2 separate regions of the Mus musculus genome follow, and region 1 is linked to region 2. The links are chromatin contacts, called in public promoter capture Hi-C maps. All regions are on one chromosome and are shown on one strand. Each heading gives the region's core, a stretch centred on a gene start, on an enhancer-like site or on the middle of the called end of the contact. The rest is flanking DNA. Distances are from core to core; before and after follow the strand shown. Region 1 overlaps Ccm2 (cerebral cavernous malformation 2). Region 2 overlaps Myo1g (myosin IG).

What was found. Promoter capture Hi-C pulls out the DNA fragments that hold promoters and counts their contacts.
Region 1: a promoter capture Hi-C map of hematopoietic stem and progenitor cells shows a contact between it and region 2, with 2.1 times the contacts expected there. The contact joins two enhancer-like sites. A contact is called at or near these places in 7 of 39 promoter capture datasets (the C10 cell line, cranial neural crest, hematopoietic stem and progenitor cells and 3 more), 3 of 484 Hi-C or Micro-C datasets (ECoMG-derived neutrophils and embryonic stem cells), 1 of 115 datasets of contacts at active chromatin or transcription factors (embryonic stem cells) and 3 of 9 other capture datasets (adipose tissue, liver and pancreatic islet).

What each region holds. Positions count from the first base shown.
Region 1 is chr11:6,584,700-6,589,409 of GRCm38.p6, forward strand. It overlaps Ccm2 (cerebral cavernous malformation 2), which reads left to right. Exons shown (of 10, transcript NM_146014.3): 4 at 335-518. Among named protein-coding and RNA genes, the nearest start is that of Nacad, 19 kb to the right of the region's middle. Within about 2 kb of position 2,167, at least 103 of the 459 cell types and tissues checked have an H3K27ac peak or open chromatin away from gene starts, as enhancers often do. A contact at or near this core is called in adipose tissue and hematopoietic stem and progenitor cells, where this site is marked.
Region 2 is chr11:6,504,904-6,509,997 of GRCm38.p6, forward strand. It overlaps Myo1g (myosin IG), which reads right to left. Exons shown (of 22, transcript NM_178440.4): 18 at 4,422-4,566; 19 at 3,287-3,391; 20 at 2,966-3,079; 21 at 2,004-2,158; 22 at 1,645-1,929. The coding sequence ends at 1,773. Among named protein-coding and RNA genes, the nearest start is that of Myo1g, 14 kb to the right of the region's middle. Within about 2 kb of position 3,733, at least 23 of the 459 cell types and tissues checked have an H3K27ac peak or open chromatin away from gene starts, as enhancers often do. A contact at or near this core is called in adipose tissue and hematopoietic stem and progenitor cells, where this site is marked.

The DNA of each region.
Region 1 (4,710 bases), core at 917-3,416, 78 kb after region 2:
GACGGCTCAGCTCTGTCACTTTGTGGGTGTTCTTGGCTATACAAAGTCTTCAGACAAAGATGGTTTCTTAGTTGGGACCTTTAATCTCTAGACTTGGTTTTGGGCTCCTCCCCAAACTCAGTTTTAAGATATTCTAAATTTCCAGATACTGATCAAAAAAAGGTAGTTCCAGAAGAATCCCTCACATGATTCAAACATGTTGACATTCTCGGGGCGAGTGCTACTTTTTTCGCCTCTCCTTGGCTTTTAACCGAGGACTGTAGCCAGCACAGTGCTCCCAGAGGAGAGCTGGACACAGTGGTCCAGCGTTTCTGATGCTTGTGATTCTTTGCAGCGGTCCCACCAGCTTCCTGGGCACCTGACTCAGGAGCACGATGCTGTGCTCAGTCTGTCTGCCTACAATGTCAAGTTGGCCTGGAGGGACGGGGAGGACATTATCCTCAGGGTGCCCATCCATGATATCGCTGCTGTCTCCTATGTCCGAGATGATGCTGCACACCTGGTGGTCCTGAAGACAGGTATGGATTGGCTGGCTGGTCTGGAGGTCCACGTCCAAAGGAGAATCCCTGGTTTCCTGCCATTGTGATGGTTTCTGCAGCTCCAGGCTACGCACTGCCACCTGCTACGGCTATAAATTAGATTTCCTGCCATGAGCTCTGTCCCAGGGTCCCTGTCACACTCAGGGCCTTTGGAGACTTGAGGAATACAGTATTCAGGGTCAGTGTTTAAATAAGGTTTTTCTTGGGCCAGGTGTGCTCAGAGGCAGGTGGATCTCTGTGAGTTTGAGGCCTGGTCTCTAAAGTGAGTTCCAGGACAGCCAGAGCTACATAGTGAGACCCTGTCTCAAAAACCACCTTCCTCCTGGTGACTTCTCAGTCCCTGCTCCCCATAATTGATGTTGCCTCCACTGCTTAGATATAGGTGATCCCCAGAAAGAAGGGTGGTGACCGAAAGCTGTAACAGGGACTTCCTCTGAGCCCAACCAACATTTGTTTTGTTGTTTTGTTGTTGTTTTGTTTGTTTGTTTTTAATGAGACAGGGTCTCTACATAGCCCTGGCTGTCTTAGAACTCGCAGAGGTCTCCCTGCCTCTGCCTCCTGGATACTAGCGTTAAGGTTGCCCAGCCACATCTAGTCTCCAGTCTACATTTGAGCCCCAGTGTTCCCAAAGCTGGGACAGCAAAGCCAGTTCCCCCGGCCCCGTGCTGCCTCCTTGTTCAGACAGCAGGGTGCTCCTTCCACTTGCTGTGCTCCTCCCCCGGGTGCTCCTCCCCCAGTGCTCACAGGGCCCGCCTTCCTTCATGTTAGTGTCCACCCTAACATCTACGGCAATGAGAAATGAGGGGAGAACCTGCCCTACCTGTGTCAGCACAGGCACACTGGCCTAGGCTTGCTGGGTCACTCCGAGTGAGGATGATCCCAAAGCCAGCTCCAGAGGGCTGGTGACAAGGCACAAGGGTCAGATGGTCTAGGCTTTTTCACGGTATGGGAAGAGTGTCTTATGATGCTAGTTCAAGTGCTATGGTCAGCTCCAGGCAGCTGGGGTTGTGAAGTGATTTTAGCTGCTCTGCCTTGTCTATGTAGAATGGCTCATTCCCTGCCCAGCATACTTACATACCATATTTTCTCTTATACAACTCACACGTCCCATATCACACATACTATATACACACAGTTGCATATATCACACTCCCATAGACTGGAACACACTTGCCTGCCCAGCCCAGTCACATCTACACACATATGTAGATGCATGTGGTAGATACTTGCCCTCACACAGAAGATAGTTTGATTACCAAGTTCATCTGAACAAGCTCCTCTTGAATTATTTAACTTACAAAGGCTTATTTTTAGTTAAGATCTCACTCTAATCTTATCTGACCTGGAATTCACTCTGAGGTCCAGGGTAGCCTTGAACTTACAACAGTTCTGCCTCAGCTTTCTGAGTAATGGAATTACACAAGTGAGCTTTTTAAAAGTGGAAAAGGCTTGTTTGGCTCTTGGCTAATGAGGTTCCAGACCAAGAGACCGTTGCTTCTAGGCTCGGTGCAGGTAGGAATTGTATGGCAGAGCATAGCTGCTTGCTTCACAGCCAGAAAGCCCAAAAATAGGAACAGGGTTGGGCCCCATGGTTTCTTTTGATAGCATGCCCCTGTGACCAAAGCACTTCCTAATTTTTTTCTCACTTCCTGGTAGCACCACCTGGAGGCCAAGTCTTTGTCACTTACTTAGCATCCAAGTCAGAGTGTTTTGTTTTTTTTCTCAGGGTTGAGTGAGTCTGTCTGTTTGATGCTAGGCATTGAATTAGGTTAAGCAGTACGAAATTGTCACTATTTTAATCTGTAAAAATGTCAGTTTAACATGACTCAAACTAGTACAAAGTATCTGACATGAACTACCTCAGTTAGCAACTATAATATACCTAAGAGGCGTCCATGAGTCTCCGCTCACAAGTGGGTGAAGGTAGGTGGTCTTGAACTGGTTCCTTCCTGCTTCAGACCCCTGTCCAGCATCACCAAGGTGAGCCTCTGGCTCTTGACTCTCAGAGAAGAGAGGGAGGAGCCTGGCTCCTGATCAGGTTCCTGTGGGTATTTTAAGCTGATATGGAGAAGCGTTCCCTATAGTTCTCATGCTGCAGGGATGTTTCTCTGCTTGAATCAGTACAATAAATTGTTAAGGAAGAGAAAATAGAAATTTCCCTCCATATAAGGAACATTCCAAAACCATGAGACACAGTGCAGAGAGTCTGCTCCTCTCAGCAGCAGAGAATGCATCTCTGTCCCAGGGCGGCCTCGCTGTGGCAGGAGTGTGTGTGTATCCACCCTGATCCGGGCTTCTGGGCACAAGGGCTGGTTTGGGTTTTGGCTTGTAGTTTCCTCACCCAGAGCCAGGCAGATGCATTGGTAACGCTCGCTGGGCACCTCCTTGCATGAGGCAGGCACCTGTGTATCTCTTCTGTCCAGAGGGTTCTAGTGTTTGAGGCAGTCAAGTGTGGACAGCTCAGGTCCATTCACCTGGAGAGAGGCTGAAGCAGGGAACCTGCTTATCTGCCAGAGATGGAGGAGAGGCAGGTGGCAGGCAGGTCTGAGCCTGTGTGGCTGTCTCGGCCTGCTGCCCAGAGGGTAGAAGTGACATCCTCTCACAGATGGTACCTGGCTGGTACCCACACTTCACAGCTGCCCACTGAGGGCCAAGAAGCTAATTTAAAATGTTAACAAAAATAAAAACAAGTGAAATGACTTATAATAATACATTCATAGTCTCTCTCTGTATGTGGGGGTGGGGGGTATACATATACCAGCTGAACTACATCCCTAGCCTTCTATTTTTTGTTTGTTTGTTTGTTTTGTTTGTTTTGGTTTTTGTTTTTCGAGACAGGGTTTCTCTGGCTGTCCTGGAATTCACTTTGTAGACCAGGCTGGCCTCGAACTCAGAAATCCACCTGCCTCTGCCTCCCAAGTGCTGGGATTAAAGGTGTGTACCACCACTGCCCATTTTGGCTTTTTTTTTTTTTTTTTTTTTTTTTTTTTGAGATAGTGTTTGCTGAAGGCTGGTCTTAAGCTCACTGGCAGGCCCAGGCAGGCCTTGAACTCACTCTGACTCTTCTGCTTCTGGCATTGCAGGCATGCTCCGCCATGCTGGCTTTAACAGTGTCTCTGCTTTGCCTCCTGTGTCTAATAGTTGCTATGAGAGCACGTGACTGCTATGAAGCTGACTGAGCTCGTTGTTGGCTGGAAAGCAGTGAAGCACGGGTGTGATTTGCCTGTGCTACATGGTGCTTACACTCAGAAGCTCTGCGGTCAGTGGCTGTCGTCAGGACACGGCTGTCCCAGGATCTCACTAGTAGCTCACAGCCATAGTCTGTACTCCCACCTCCATCTGGCCTAAGCCTGTCTCTGCTTGTGTTCCCAGGGCTGTGGCTAAAGCCTTATGTTTCTCCAGTTTTGCCTTCTGCACACTCCTGAGGAGGGTGACAACAGGGCCACCTCTAAGCTTAGCATATAGTCCCAGCACCCTTCCCAAGCTGGTTTCAGAGTGCCGCTCCCTGGACAACTCCTTGCGTTTCCAGTGTATACGTTTTTGTGTACAATGTGAGGATGTGGCCTTGGGCCTTGTCCTTATCTACAGCTAGGCCAGTCACAGGCTTTCAGGTCCCTCACTTTAGTTTATTCTTCTGCAGGAAGAGAATGCCTTAGGCCCCAACTCCCTTGAGGCGTGGACCCCTGCTGGAATTATTTGTAGTCTGTTAACTTGAGTAGTGTACGCTCCTGCCTTAGCTCTAAGCAGTTGAAGGCCAGCTGGCATGGTTTGGCACAGTGGGATATGAAGATGGGTGCTTAGGTGCCCTGTACCTCTCACAAGCTAGTTTTGTTTGGAAGGTCTAGGGGTTGGATTTTATTTATAGATTTTTTTTTTTTTTGCTTTTCAAATTTTTTTTATAGATTTATTTTTATTTTATACACACGCACGCACACACACCATGCTGTGCTGGCGTGAACACCTGTGCCGTGGTGTGCATGTAGAGGTCAGAGGACAGCTGGGTGGAGCTGCTTCTCATCTTCCACCATTATTGGGTTCCTGGGGATGGCGCTCAGGTTGTCGGCCTTGCATGGCGAGTGCTTTTGCACTGAGACATCTCACAGGCCCTGGGGAGTGAATGTTCTTGCTGGTACCTCAGCTGCCCTCGTGCCTGCCCTCCATGCACTGCACT
Region 2 (5,094 bases), core at 2,483-4,982:
GCTGTTGCATTGGCCAATCACATTTGGACACAAGGGATTAAGTAAGGAAGTCAATTTGGTGACTGGGCCTTGCCTGGGACACCTGGTTTCAGGGTCCTTGAGTCAGCTCTTGCAGTAAGGTCCCCTCCTGGACTCTGATTTGGAGTCTAGAGTGATAAAGGCACAAAGGATTGGCAAGCAGCCCCTAGTGAATTAAGGCAAAACAAGCAGGGCATGTATGACGTGTGCATGTATGACGTGTGCATGTATGACGTGTGTGTGTGTGTGTGTGTGTGTGTGTGTGTGTGTGTGTATGACGTGTGTGTTAGTTTAGATAAGGGGATAGCAGCATCTCTTCTCTTTACACCCTTTACTGAAACATCCGAGAAGCAGGACAGGAGTTCCGTTCCAGGGCTGGGAACAGGAGCTCAGTTTTAATTCTGCCAGCAAGATGGAGCTCAATCCTGAGATGGCTGAACTCAGGAAACGACCTCCTAACAAGCTGTGTAGTGGAAGAAGGGAACAGACTTCCAAAAGTCCACTCCCCTTCCTGCACACGTTGTGGCGTGCGTGGATATGGGCCCTGACCCTACACACACACACAACAATAAAGAAAATATAAGTGTTTGTGAGTCCCAGGAAAGTCAGGACTACATTGTGAGACAAGGAAAAAACAAACAAACTAACCATAATATATATATTATATTTGTTAATTGATAATATAATATAATAATATATTATGTTTGTTAATAATATAATATATATATATATATTATGTTTGTTAATTATATATTATGTTTGGTTTTTTTTGAGGCAGGGTTTCTCTGTGTAGCCCTGGCTGTCCTGGAACTCACTTTGTAGACCAGGCTGGCCTCAAACTCAGAAATCTGCCTGCCTCTGCCTCCCAAGTGCTGGGATTAAAGGTAGTGTGCACCACAATAAATAAATTTTTAAAGGAAAAAAGTCAATATAAACTGTTATGTCTAAAATATCTTGAGTCAGAGCTGACCACTGGGCAGCACTTCCTGTACCTGTGTATGAACTCATTGTGGTCTTTTTTCCGTTATAAGTTGACAGAAAAAGATATTTATTATCATAGTTCAGATAATTCTGAGCTATGTCCCTGGTCTGACCAATGCTAGGACGTGCATTCAATAGACTATTCTTGCTTAACTGAGATCAGTGTACATATGGTTTGTGTGGAAATTCTGGAACCCCAACACTACCATTTTGCTGAGACATAGACAACCTTGCCTCCCAGACTCGTGCTGTCTGGAATTATCATGAAGCCATTAACCTTGGCAGAGCAGACATCCCTCCAATAAGGAACATGCACACTATTTTACAAACAAGTCTTACCCCACAGCAACCATCAACACTCACAGAGGCCTCTGTTTCAGGGTCAGGAGACCATGTCATACTGTCCCTTACATGGCCAAGCTGGACTTGGCAGCCTTGGGTGTCCAGGGAAGCATGGAGAATGAATGCCTCACTCAGACCATGGACTCTACATCTAGCCTATCTCTGGGTTGGGGTCCTGAGATCGGAGGTCCTGTCACTCACTTCAGGACTGGGTCCTCAGGCCTCTTTCTTTAGTTTATGTGGTCGCACAGTGCATTATCAGGGAATGCTGGGTAACACTGGCCAAAGCAGTGGCAGCCACACTGAAAACAAATATAACATCTTTATTTTGCAATGTTCCATGTAAGGGTAGACAAGTCCTGGCCTTTAGTGCAGTCAAGACCAGGTATTTAGAACAGCGTGGAAACCAGGTTAAACTGGTTTGGCCTTGCTCAGTGGCTTGGCCAGAGGAGGGTAAAGGTGCTACGGCTGCTTTGGAAATCTGGCTCAGGCTGCTCTGGCCTGGGCTCCACAGAAATGAGGCGCCGGGCACCACGCTGGCTCAGTGGGATGCAGTCAGAGACACGGACCTCCAGAGTTCGTCCCTCTCTGCAACAGGAAGGGCAGCGGGTCAGAGTGGTAGAGCTCTGTTTGCTTACATCCCCGAATGACCCCAGACTCACCCCTGGCAGTGTGCAGCCAGCATGCCCACCAGCTCCCCAATTCGATTGTCCAGTGGTGGTTGGGAACGGTGTAGACACACTACAAGATCATCATAGCCTTGGGCATGTAACACCACCAGCTGATCTCTTCCACTGGTCACACTCAGCCCTGTCACCTGAGAAGACAGCTTGGAGTCAGGGTCACATCAAGCCAACCACTTCCTTCCAGGAGGACTTTCCTGAGCACCACCTGGGGAGCATTGCCCTTGGCGGAGTGTCCGCTCCAGTGTCCAGCCACCCACCTGCCGTCCTTGGCTTTCCTCTCTGAGCCCCACTGACGGAGGGGAAGATTGACATGACATCATGCAGTGGAAGTGTGTGCCATAATAGAAAAGTTTACATTCTTGTTGTGTGCTGCTATGACTGTGGAGATGACGTTTGGCTTAGTTTACTTTGGAAACATTTTTATTGCCACACTAGAATGAAGCCACTCTATCACAAGAGGGTGACACCACTGGTCCTTTGACTCTCACAGCAATGAAGTCACCAGAGGTAGGAGACTCAGGCATGACACAGCCTGATCCCTGTCTAGTAGGGCTTCTCCTTGCCCTTCTAGGAAAAAAAAATATTGGGAGCAAAGGACCAAGTAGCTATAGAGCCAGGCAAAGGAAGGGACAGGGTCCCACAGAAGGTGGCTGAAAACTATGGTGAGGGCTCAGATCTACGCAGGCAAGGGACCCCCTAAAAAAAAGCAAAGGCAGAGAGAGGGACCATTTGGCTTGGCTGGAACATGAAGGTATGAGTGGGGGGGTTGTCAAGGTACTTGAGAGAGAAAGCCACTATAGGTTTTTCAGAGGAGTGCTGCCATCAGCTAAGGATGATCTGGGTTATTAATCACTAGCAAACCATGGAGAGGAGAGGTATAGGCTCCCAGGGTCCTCACAGACACGCTACAGTTGCTATAGTATATCTACAGTGCTCACCGCCTCCAGAGGCACAGCCCGCATCACCCGGTACTGTCGTCCAGGCTCCAGCTTGTACAGATACCGATCTGTGAGCAGAAGGGCCCGGTCCCGGCTCTTGCGGAAGCGATTCACCTGCAGAAGAGATGCCTGAGTCCAGGCTGGTACCGCCCATCCTTTCCCTGGCCCAGCAGTTCCTCCCTTTGTTCTTTCCTCACTGGCTGACCAAGGATGCTGGTTTCGGGAGTATCAGAAGTAACCAAACCTGGGCTGAGGCTGTCTCAGGTCTCTCCTGAGTCCCTCCAGTCTTTGTTCCCCATGACCTCCAGGCCAAGTACCAACCTTGCGCACATGGCTGGAGAAAAGCACAGAGCCAAAGCCATCTTTCTCCCGAAGTGCCTTTAGTTGCTCAGCAAACAGATGGGAAGCTGTGGGGTTGTCAGTGTCCTGAGGGCAGATGATGGAAAAAGGGGGCTTGGGATAGGGTCTGGGATCATGCTTGACTGACAGAAACTCTCACCAAAGCACCACAACTGTCCTTCACCTTGGGAAACCTCAGTCAAGGCCCTGTGCATAGATAAGCAGCTGAGCACATGGTTTCTATGAAACAAAGGGCACAGAACTTCACTCTTTTGACAGTCTAGCCATCTCCTTATCCTGTATATTAGCCTGGCTGGCCTGGCCTATATGTGTAGTTCTAGAGAAAGCTTTAGGAAGGCAAAAACGGGTTACATGTCTCACTCAACCACACAGAGATCCAGGATGGTGTCATAGTTAGCACCAGTTGTCAACTTGACACACCCAGGGAAGAGAGAACTTCATTTAAGGAACTGCCTCCACCAGATTGGCCTGTGGCCAGGTCTATGTAGCATTTTTTTGGTTTTTAACTGATATAGGAGGACTCTGTCCACTGTGGGTGGTGTTATCCCTAGGCAGGAGGGCCTGGGGTGCTTAAAATGATAGCTGAGTAGGCCAGGGAGAGAGAGCCACTAAGCAGCATTCCTCCATGATTTCTGCTTCAGACCCTGCCCCGGGTTCCTATTTTTGCTTTGCTGTATGATGCTCTGTAATCTGTAAACTGAAATGAAACTTTTTCTCTCTGAGATGTGTTTGGTTACAGTATTTATCACAGCAACCGAAGGCAAGCTACGAGAGATGGTAAACTTACAGCAGCCAGGTGAAGTGAAGGGAGCCGGGGCAGCATAAGTATTGGTGTGTTTGTCTGTCTGTCTGTGTGTATGCATACATATGTGTGTGCTTGTGCCTGATGGGGCACTGTAATTGAGAACATGAGGGGCAGCTATACCTGTGAACACAAGACTCTCAGGGATCAAACCTGAAGCATGAACCCTTAGGACAGGACCAAGAAGAGGGTTCAGCAGGTCAGGCAACCCCAGGATGGACAGAATGGCTGGTAAAACCCATGGCAGTGCCAGTTCTCAGCCCCTCCATTCCCCTGGATCTGAGCACTACTCACAGAGGACAGGTAGTCTCGGGCCCAGGCCCGCTGGCAACCCCAGTCCTGCCGCAATCCTTGCAAGGCCCCCATAGCAGCCACCTTGGCCTTGATCTGGATCATGTCTGAAGGAGGGATGTTCTTCACTAACTGCCGTGCCCGCCACCTTGAAGAGGACAGGGATCAGAAGATGCCTGTCTCGTTCATCCCTCCTCCAGTCCTTTCCCCCAAAGAGCCATTTCTTTTTTTGTTGTTGTTTTGTTTTGTTTCTGTTTTTGTTTTTGTTTTTTCAAGACAGGGTTTCTCTGTGTAGCCTTGGCTATCCTGGAACTCACTCTGTAGACCAGACTGGCCTTGAACTCAGAGATCTGCCTGCCTCTGCCTCCCAAGTGCTGGGATTAAAGGTGTGCACCACCACTGCCCGGTCAAAGAGCCATTTCTTAATCTGATGTTGACTGTCCTTTGGGTCCCAATCCCTGCCTACCTCTCTGGCCTTGGTCCTTTGTACTCAGTGTCCGTAGCTAGGAGACAGCCTCCAAACCCAGAGGCATCATGCACCTGTCTGACACTTGCTTTGTCTACTTCTACTGAGAAGTCAAGGTCCATACCAACACAGAGTCCTCATTTCCCAGTCTTGACTAGCTAGTTCCCTTGTGAAGACCAGGACACTGGCCCAGCACAGTGCCAGGACAGT